2 separate regions of the Gossypium hirsutum genome follow, and region 2 is linked to region 1. The links are chromatin contacts, called in public Hi-C maps. All regions are on one chromosome and are shown on one strand. Each heading gives the region's core, a stretch centred on a gene start, on an enhancer-like site or on the middle of the called end of the contact. The rest is flanking DNA. Distances are from core to core; before and after follow the strand shown. Region 1 overlaps LOC107947922 (protein TRANSPORT INHIBITOR RESPONSE 1). Region 2 has its middle 52 kb from the start of LOC121205267.

Region 1 (3,740 bases), core at 383-2,882:
CCATGAGTTAAATAGCCAGGAGAGAGAGACTGCAATCTCACGTTACAAGGAGAAAAAGAAAACAAGGAGGTATTTTTTGCTTCACTACGTTCCTTACCACTGATATCATTAACCTTTATTAGTAAGTAGCTGCGTTACTCGAAATTGGGTGTGAGTACCTGACATAGGTATTGAATATGCTTTTTGTCATGCATACTCATATCCAGAGTCTAGGAAACATAACCCAACACATACATTTTTATTGTATTTCATAAAGAAATGTTACATACACATAAAAACCTTACATATGATGAATGTGTTTGGTTGAGCAAAACACTGTTTATGTGAAAACATTACAGATATGATAAGCACGTAAGGTATGAATCAAGAAAAGCTCGAGCTGAAAGCAGGACAAGAATTAAAGGCCGTTTCGCAAAGGTAAAGCATTGAAAACCTTTGTGGTAAACTTGGGTTAGCTTTTTTGTTACTAGAAAATGTTTTTCCCTTCTGTAGTTGTTCTTCCTTAAGCCAAAGCTTTAGGGTATATACCAGGTTGGTTTTTTACTTGTAGAGTTTAGCTTTTGTACATGTTATTTTGATTTGTAGAACTTTATATATAAATACTTGAAAGCTGAAAATTCGAAAAATATATCATTGTATATCGCTGTGTGCCCTTGTTTGACTTTGTAAGCTGATAGATTGTGCAGGAAATTAAAAAAATAAAAAAAATAATTGAAATTACAATTTTTTGAGGATTTAGACATAAAATCTGGAAAAATAGTTTTTTATTTTTTTTTGGATGAGGGTATCCCAGAACGAATTCGAAATTCGATTTCAACTAAAATTATCACGGATCGAATTCAAAATTTGATTTCAACTAAAATTTTATGTGAATATAAATCTTTTATCATTATAGCAGGAGAAATTAATAGTTGATATGTAAAGAATTGGATTAGATCTCCTACAAACATCCAACAGTTGCATGGTATAATCTCATCAATCCGACAGTAGTAGTTGCTATAGGTTGGAGACACTAAAGGCATTAGTTCTAGGTACCTTGAGATTCATTCGATATTTCTTTACTCTACTCAAATTCAGTATTGTCCACCATCAGTAGTTTAAACCTTTAAACTATTATATTTTTTTATACTTTCTTCTTACGTATATTTTTTTTGGAAATACTAATGAATAAAATAAAAAAACAAAGAATAGGAATTTATTTGGATATGACACGTCCCTACTCAAAAACGTAATAATAATTTTTAATATATAAACCAATAAAAAGAGGGCAGGCAACAAAAAGTGATGATAAAAGCATCATTATTGTTATCAGCAATAGCAGTAGTATGTTGCAGAAATATACAAGCCTGTAATGACACCACCAACTTTGATCTTTATTATTTTAATAATAAAGGGGGGGTGGTTTCACTTTTAACAGAACTGTGAGCCCATCATTATAAGCACTGACGCCCATATCCTGGAGGCACTGTAACCTCAAAGAATTTGAACCTCTGCTTATTAATAATGGTGATGGTGATGAGCAGAGAGAATTTTGAAAGAGATGAAATCAGCAGTCAGCGGCAACAATCATAAGTAACAGAGAGAACATTAATGATGAAGCATGATCCCCCCATCCCTTCATAAATTACCCCCCAACGTGTGTGTGTGCCCCCATCATCATCATCTCTTCCTCTAATTGGCCCAATTCTACATACAGCCCCTCTAATATGTATTTACTTTAATTAAAATTAATCCTTCTAAATCTTTTTGTTTTTGCTGTATTTTCACTTGTCTCTAATTCAATCAAATAATTTGATGATTTAAATATAATATTTATCCAATATGCATATACTACATCGCCATATGTTGAATAAGAAATAATATTATTTAATTCGAATATTATTAAAATATATATAACTATTTTAATTTTACCAAAATAAAAAATATCAGACAATAATTAAATTTTAAATGAAAATATCAACGAAATTCTAACAAAAATATTGAAGGTTAATGAATACATCATTTTTTAAGGGTCGAAAATACTTAAGAACCTAAAGCTTTGATACAGAGTCAATGAGGTTAGTCAAGGGACCAAAACATAATTTGAGCATTGAGAGAACAGATAATAATTAAGATTTACTACCCCCAAAAAGATAATACAAATGGCATAAACATCCAACATTACGCATGGCAACTATGGGGAAGAAACAAATAAAATAAAATAAAAACTCTTGATTAATCCACAACTGGAGTTTCCATCTCTTTATTGATCATTGTGTTTCCGATGGCTCCGCCAGCCACTACTAAAACGAAAGGCGATGGAGCTCAAAACCATTTTACACCCTTCAATAAGGTCTGCAATTAGATTAAGCTAAGGGAATAATGAGTAACATAAAGGAGCATGTACCTGATGCATTGATTCTTGAGATTAAAAGAGTTTTTACTAACATGTTGCCTAATTCTCAAGAGAGCTCTGATGCAAAATCTTCGTCCATCGTCCAAACAAATGGAGGCATATCGAACCTCGGCCCGGCAACAGATCTATATATGTAGAGCTTATCGACCGGGTCACTTTCTGCTCTTGAATCTGGAGGTCCCTTCTCGTCCATAACTTCGATATTCAACCTGGGCATCTTTTGACCTAGCATCTTACATGCTCCGAGACTCACAGAGCAAGAAGACATCCAAAGGGATCGCATTGTCTCCAGCTTTGCAGCGTTCGCTAATAGAGCCTTGTCCCCGAAGGGGCAGTTCATAATCTCCAGTTTCCGGAGACTTTCACACCCAGAAAGCACATGATGAAGTGCCAAATCGCTTTCTCCTGCAAAAGCCACAGACAGCATCTCTAGCTTTTTCGCATGCATCCCGATATATTCAAATACACGATCTGTGAGGAGACCAGAGAGGGAAAGGCGTCTCAGATCCTTGCAGTGCTCAACAATGGCTCCAAAACCTACATCAAGTGGCTGAAGGGTCCGGTAGTCGGCTATTTTTGGATCAAGAAGACAAAGACGAAAACGAGTGAAGTTTGGACAGTTCTGAGCAATGGTGACTAAAGCTGCATTAGACATTTGACGGCAAAAGTACAAAACCGACTGTAGCTTAGGACAACCCGATGAAACGGCGACAAGGCCCTTTTCTGTCAAGGATACATTTGGCTCTTCCCCAAATGGATCAGATGGAAACACCCGCAATTCCTGTAAGTCCTTGCAACTAGATGCGAGCACTTCAAGTCCACTATCTTCGATGTAATCAAGTACCTGTGAGCACAACCAACCTAGCTTAAGAAAAATAACAGAAATAAAAGCAAGATAAAATTCAATTATCAGAACATGTTCCCAGCACGGTTTGAATCGGACCCATAGGCCACATAATGTTTTAATGTTTACAATACGGTCTTATCTCACGCCAGTCCTAATCTTTTTTCTATAGGTATAAATTCAAATGCATAATGATACCGTAATGGACTTACCAACATGCGTTGCAAACTCGGACATTGGCTTACAAGCTTGGTAAGATCGGGATTTTGTATGGGAGCGTAGCTTAAGTTCAATGATGTTAATCTAGAGCATACAGAGTAAATAACTGGAAGGTAAGCTGGGACTGCATCCCAAAACCCGGACAAGCACTTTAATTCCTTGCAATTACAAAAAGCTTCAGCCAAGTTCGAGTACACGTCTGACCGTAGCTCAGCTGCATAGGTGCCAGTGCCAAATTCAATCAGCTGCGGTGCACGGGATAAAAGGTTGGCAATCTTATCG
Region 2 (3,740 bases), core at 904-3,403, 520 kb before region 1:
TATGCAGATAAAATGTATCACAGAATAATTAAGCAAGCAAGTTTTTAAGAGTAAATCACAATGACATGCATGTGCTAGAATAATTACTCTTCCTCACTTAGAATTATTAAGACAATGTTAAATGATATTACAGAGATTCCATGGCAAAATTAATAATTTACTAATCCTAATTGCTAAAGTTATAATATTATACTTAGTTTCTCTAGCATATTTTTATATTTAATCAACTTTACAATTTCATAAGTACACATCATAAAGGAATTATGCAAGGTAACAATATTGTCTAATATTGTTACTAACTCAATCATTAAATGAACAAACATGCACCATTCAAATATTGTGTCAATTAATTACAATCTTGTTTAGATTAAATAAATAATTCAACTGCTTCCCTATAGTCATAATGCATGAGAAACATGTTCATAATTTTATTTGAATGAGTAAATTAATCAAATGCACAGAACATTTTCAACAGAGTAAATAATTTAAGCTAAGGAATTGAAATCATTTTAACACTAAAAAAATTAAGCAATCGTGATTACATTAAAAGCAGAAAACTTAAGTTGCAATCATATTTCTTGAATTGAACAAAAAATAAAAGATTAAAGGGAACGAGAATAATTACTAAGCTGATTCCAGTGGATTTCTATGGCACATCTCACTTTGCTCCTCCTTTCTTCTCTTCTTGTCGTGACTACTAAGCTCAAATTCTCAATATTGATGAAAATTGACTGCTCTTAAAATCTTTCAATGCTCTTTTAAGTGTGAGGGTGAGCAAAATTCGATTTGACTCAAAAAAATCGAAAAAAAGTTCGAATTTTGAATCATTTGAATCGAATTAATCAGATTAATTCGAATTTATTTTTCAAATTTCGAGTTAAATTTTTAAATTCGAGTAACCCGAATAATTCGAATAAACTAAATATCAAATATTTTACTTCCTTTTCCCCTCAAACCCCATCTCAAAAGTCACACCTTTTTACTTTCCCCCCAAAATTTTACATCCCCAAACGCCAAAAACCATTTTCCTTTTACTTTCTCCAATACTTTCGTCTCAAAAATTTTACTTCCCTCAAACTCTTAAATTTTTTACTCCTCTTAACCTCCCAAAACTTTTTCCCCTTTTGCTTTTCCTCAAAACTTTTACTTCCTCCTAAACCCCAATTTTTTTTCAAATTTATGTCTATTACTTATATTATTGAATTAAATTTCACATTTTTTTACTATTTATATTATTGAATTGTTTAATCATGCTAAATTTTTATCAATTTCTGTAAAAAATTGAATTATTGATGATGACATAAAATATTCAGTTAATTTTTTTTTGTATCAATTTCATATTTTATTTTTAAATAAATTTTATTAAAAAAACACGTTTTTTATATTTAATATATTTTTTAATTTTCAAATACATGATAACCAGAATCAGAAAATAATTGAAGCAACTAAGTAAGCAAAAAAGTTAACCTGTATATAAAATATTAATAAATAAATTATGAGTGGGTGAAAGCTAATAACAAATTTGATTACGGTAGGCAAATTTGATTATGGTAGGTGAAAGTAGCTACAAGAACCCAAAGTTATTTTTTAATTTTCGAACAAATATATTCGATTCGATTTGATTTGAATTTCATCTCACTCAACTTGATTAAAAAAAATTCAAATCGAGTTAGGATGATAAAATAAGATTTATCAACTCAATTAACTCGAATTTTTTTCATTCGATTCGATCAAACGCTCAAACTTACTTAAGTGGAGTGAAAAATAGGAGAAAAGATGATGAATGGTGGATGATTGAGTGATTGATGAAAGACTTCTTATTTATACTAGAAACGCTCCAACATCCCCTAGCTATTTTTAGCCCCAAATCCCTTGATTTTCTCTCTAGAGGTGGCCGAAGGTGGGTGGACGATCATGCTGTTTTGGGAAGGATGTTAATTGATTTATGCTTGATTCAAGGGAAGAGTTGCTTGATTCCCTCATGGTTGATTGGTGGTTGAATTGGTTGATTACCAAGTTTTCATGGACAGTTTGGGCTCATTCCTTCCGAATGGACGATTTGGGCTCTTTCGATCTTGTTGGGTTATCCAGTTTTGTTGACCCACTTAGGAGCTGGGTCAAGAGTTGGGTCAAGAGGAATTCTAAAGTCCAATTATTATAATTGGGGCATCCAAGGATGGTAATATATCAGTCCACATCGTGTAGGTCCTTTGCTACATAGACGTTGCAGCGTTAGGCATCAAAGTGTGCATTTCAATCCCTTTCCTCTTCTGAGTTTATTAGGCACTTTTAGGACTGAAAATCAATTTTAGCATATAAATTAACAAAAATGAATTATTTCAAATAAATTGAACAATAAATAGAAATTAAAAAATTACTGTAGAATTTGTTATTAGACACCCCGAACTTGAATGAATTTGAAAGTAAATAGATCTTAAAATAACTATATTTTGGAGTTATCAATTGATCAAGTAAGAGGTGAAATACATGAATTTTGTTTGATGTGTGAAAGTTGTCAGTAAGATAGTAGAATAGAAGTTGTGTGAATTGTCTTTAGGCGCAATAATGTGAGGCAAGTTAACGTACAGTTTCTATGAATACAGCTCTATAATTCCGAGAGCATTCTAATTATAGCTGTTTATCCTTTGTGTAGAAAGTGCAACACGAGTTGTTGGTTGTATACGTTAACCAGCTACTTGAAAAGGAGGATTCAGGGATCAAGGTTTTGTTTAGAGATGATAAGGTAAAATTTGCTCAACCTTGTCTCTTTGCAAGAAATGTTTACTCTTCTCGCTGTTTATTTCGGTAACTGTGTAGATCAGGAAATTACTTGGCTTACTTTATGCTCTGTAGGTGGATGATCTTTCTAGGACGTACAGGGTTTATAATAAAATATCTCAAGGCCTGGATCTTGTTGCTAATGTATTCAAGCAGGTATGAATTTCTGTTTACTTGTTCTGCAAGCTAAATGACCGTCTTTTCATGTTACTTCACAGCTTTACTGACTCTTTCTGAGTTTTTTTTTTTCTTTTGCAGCATGTTACTATTGAGGGTACAGCCTTTGTTCAACAGGCAGAAGAGGCTGCAAGTAACCAGGTTAATTTGTTGTTGCCCTTCTCTTATAGTTACAAGTATAATTGCTGGATACAATTACTGATGTCGTTTTGTAGTAAGGATTACTGAAGATTTGTATTCTTGTGAGGATATCAAATCTATTCTTTTGTACTAACATATTGAGTGCAAAACAGGAAGAGTAATGTTTAAGCATAAACCTGGCTCTCTTTTTTTTATCTATTATTTTGTTTATGCACCTGAGTGAAAAATGGATGATACATAATTTATTGTTTCGACTACTCAACGTGCCCATCTCTAAATGCTGATAGTCAATCATTTTCACAGGCCTCAAATACTCCTAGCGGGCACGAACAGGTAAAATTTCCAACTTTTAAGCTATGGATACTCATGGATTCACTTCAGATGTTGAAAATTAATATTGTTATCATCATCGTCAGGTTCTTGTAAAGAATATACTTGAGCTGCATGATAATTATATGACATATCTGAACAGCTGCTTTCAAAATCATAATTTGTTCCACAAGGTTTGCTGGAATACCTAAATTTTTTAATATGGATCATGTTCAATCATTTCATCTGACACAAGCTTTGTCGAAATGTTCAATAGGCCTTAAAAGAGGCTTTTGAGGTATTTTGCAACAAAAATGTTTATGGCAGCCCAAGTG

What was found. A called contact is a pair of places that touch in the nucleus more often than the background predicts.
Region 2: a contact with region 1 is called in a Hi-C map of leaf, with 5 times the contacts expected there. The contact joins two enhancer-like sites. A contact is called at or near these places in 6 of 34 Hi-C or Micro-C datasets (hypocotyl, leaf and petal).

The regions. Positions count from the first base shown.
Region 1 is chrA08:93,153,048-93,156,787 of Gossypium_hirsutum_v2.1, reverse strand. It overlaps LOC107947922 (protein TRANSPORT INHIBITOR RESPONSE 1), which reads right to left. Exons shown (of 3, transcript XM_016882423.2): 2 at 3,452-3,740; 3 at 1,957-3,239. The coding sequence ends at 2,442. LOC107947935 (zinc finger protein CONSTANS-LIKE 13) reads left to right here. Exons shown (of 5, transcript XM_016882437.2): 3 at 1-69; 4 at 339-417; 5 at 1,418-1,756. The coding sequence ends at 1,471. Among protein-coding and RNA genes, the nearest start is that of LOC107947922, 3.5 kb to the right of the region's middle. Within about 2 kb of position 1,632, at least 3 of the 9 cell types and tissues checked have an H3K27ac peak or open chromatin away from gene starts, as enhancers often do. A contact at or near this core is called in hypocotyl and leaf, where this site is marked.
Region 2 is chrA08:93,672,949-93,676,688 of Gossypium_hirsutum_v2.1, reverse strand. It overlaps the pseudogene LOC107940489. Among protein-coding and RNA genes, the nearest start is that of LOC121205267, 52 kb to the right of the region's middle. Within about 2 kb of position 2,153, at least 3 of the 9 cell types and tissues checked have an H3K27ac peak or open chromatin away from gene starts, as enhancers often do. A contact at or near this core is called in hypocotyl and leaf, where this site is marked.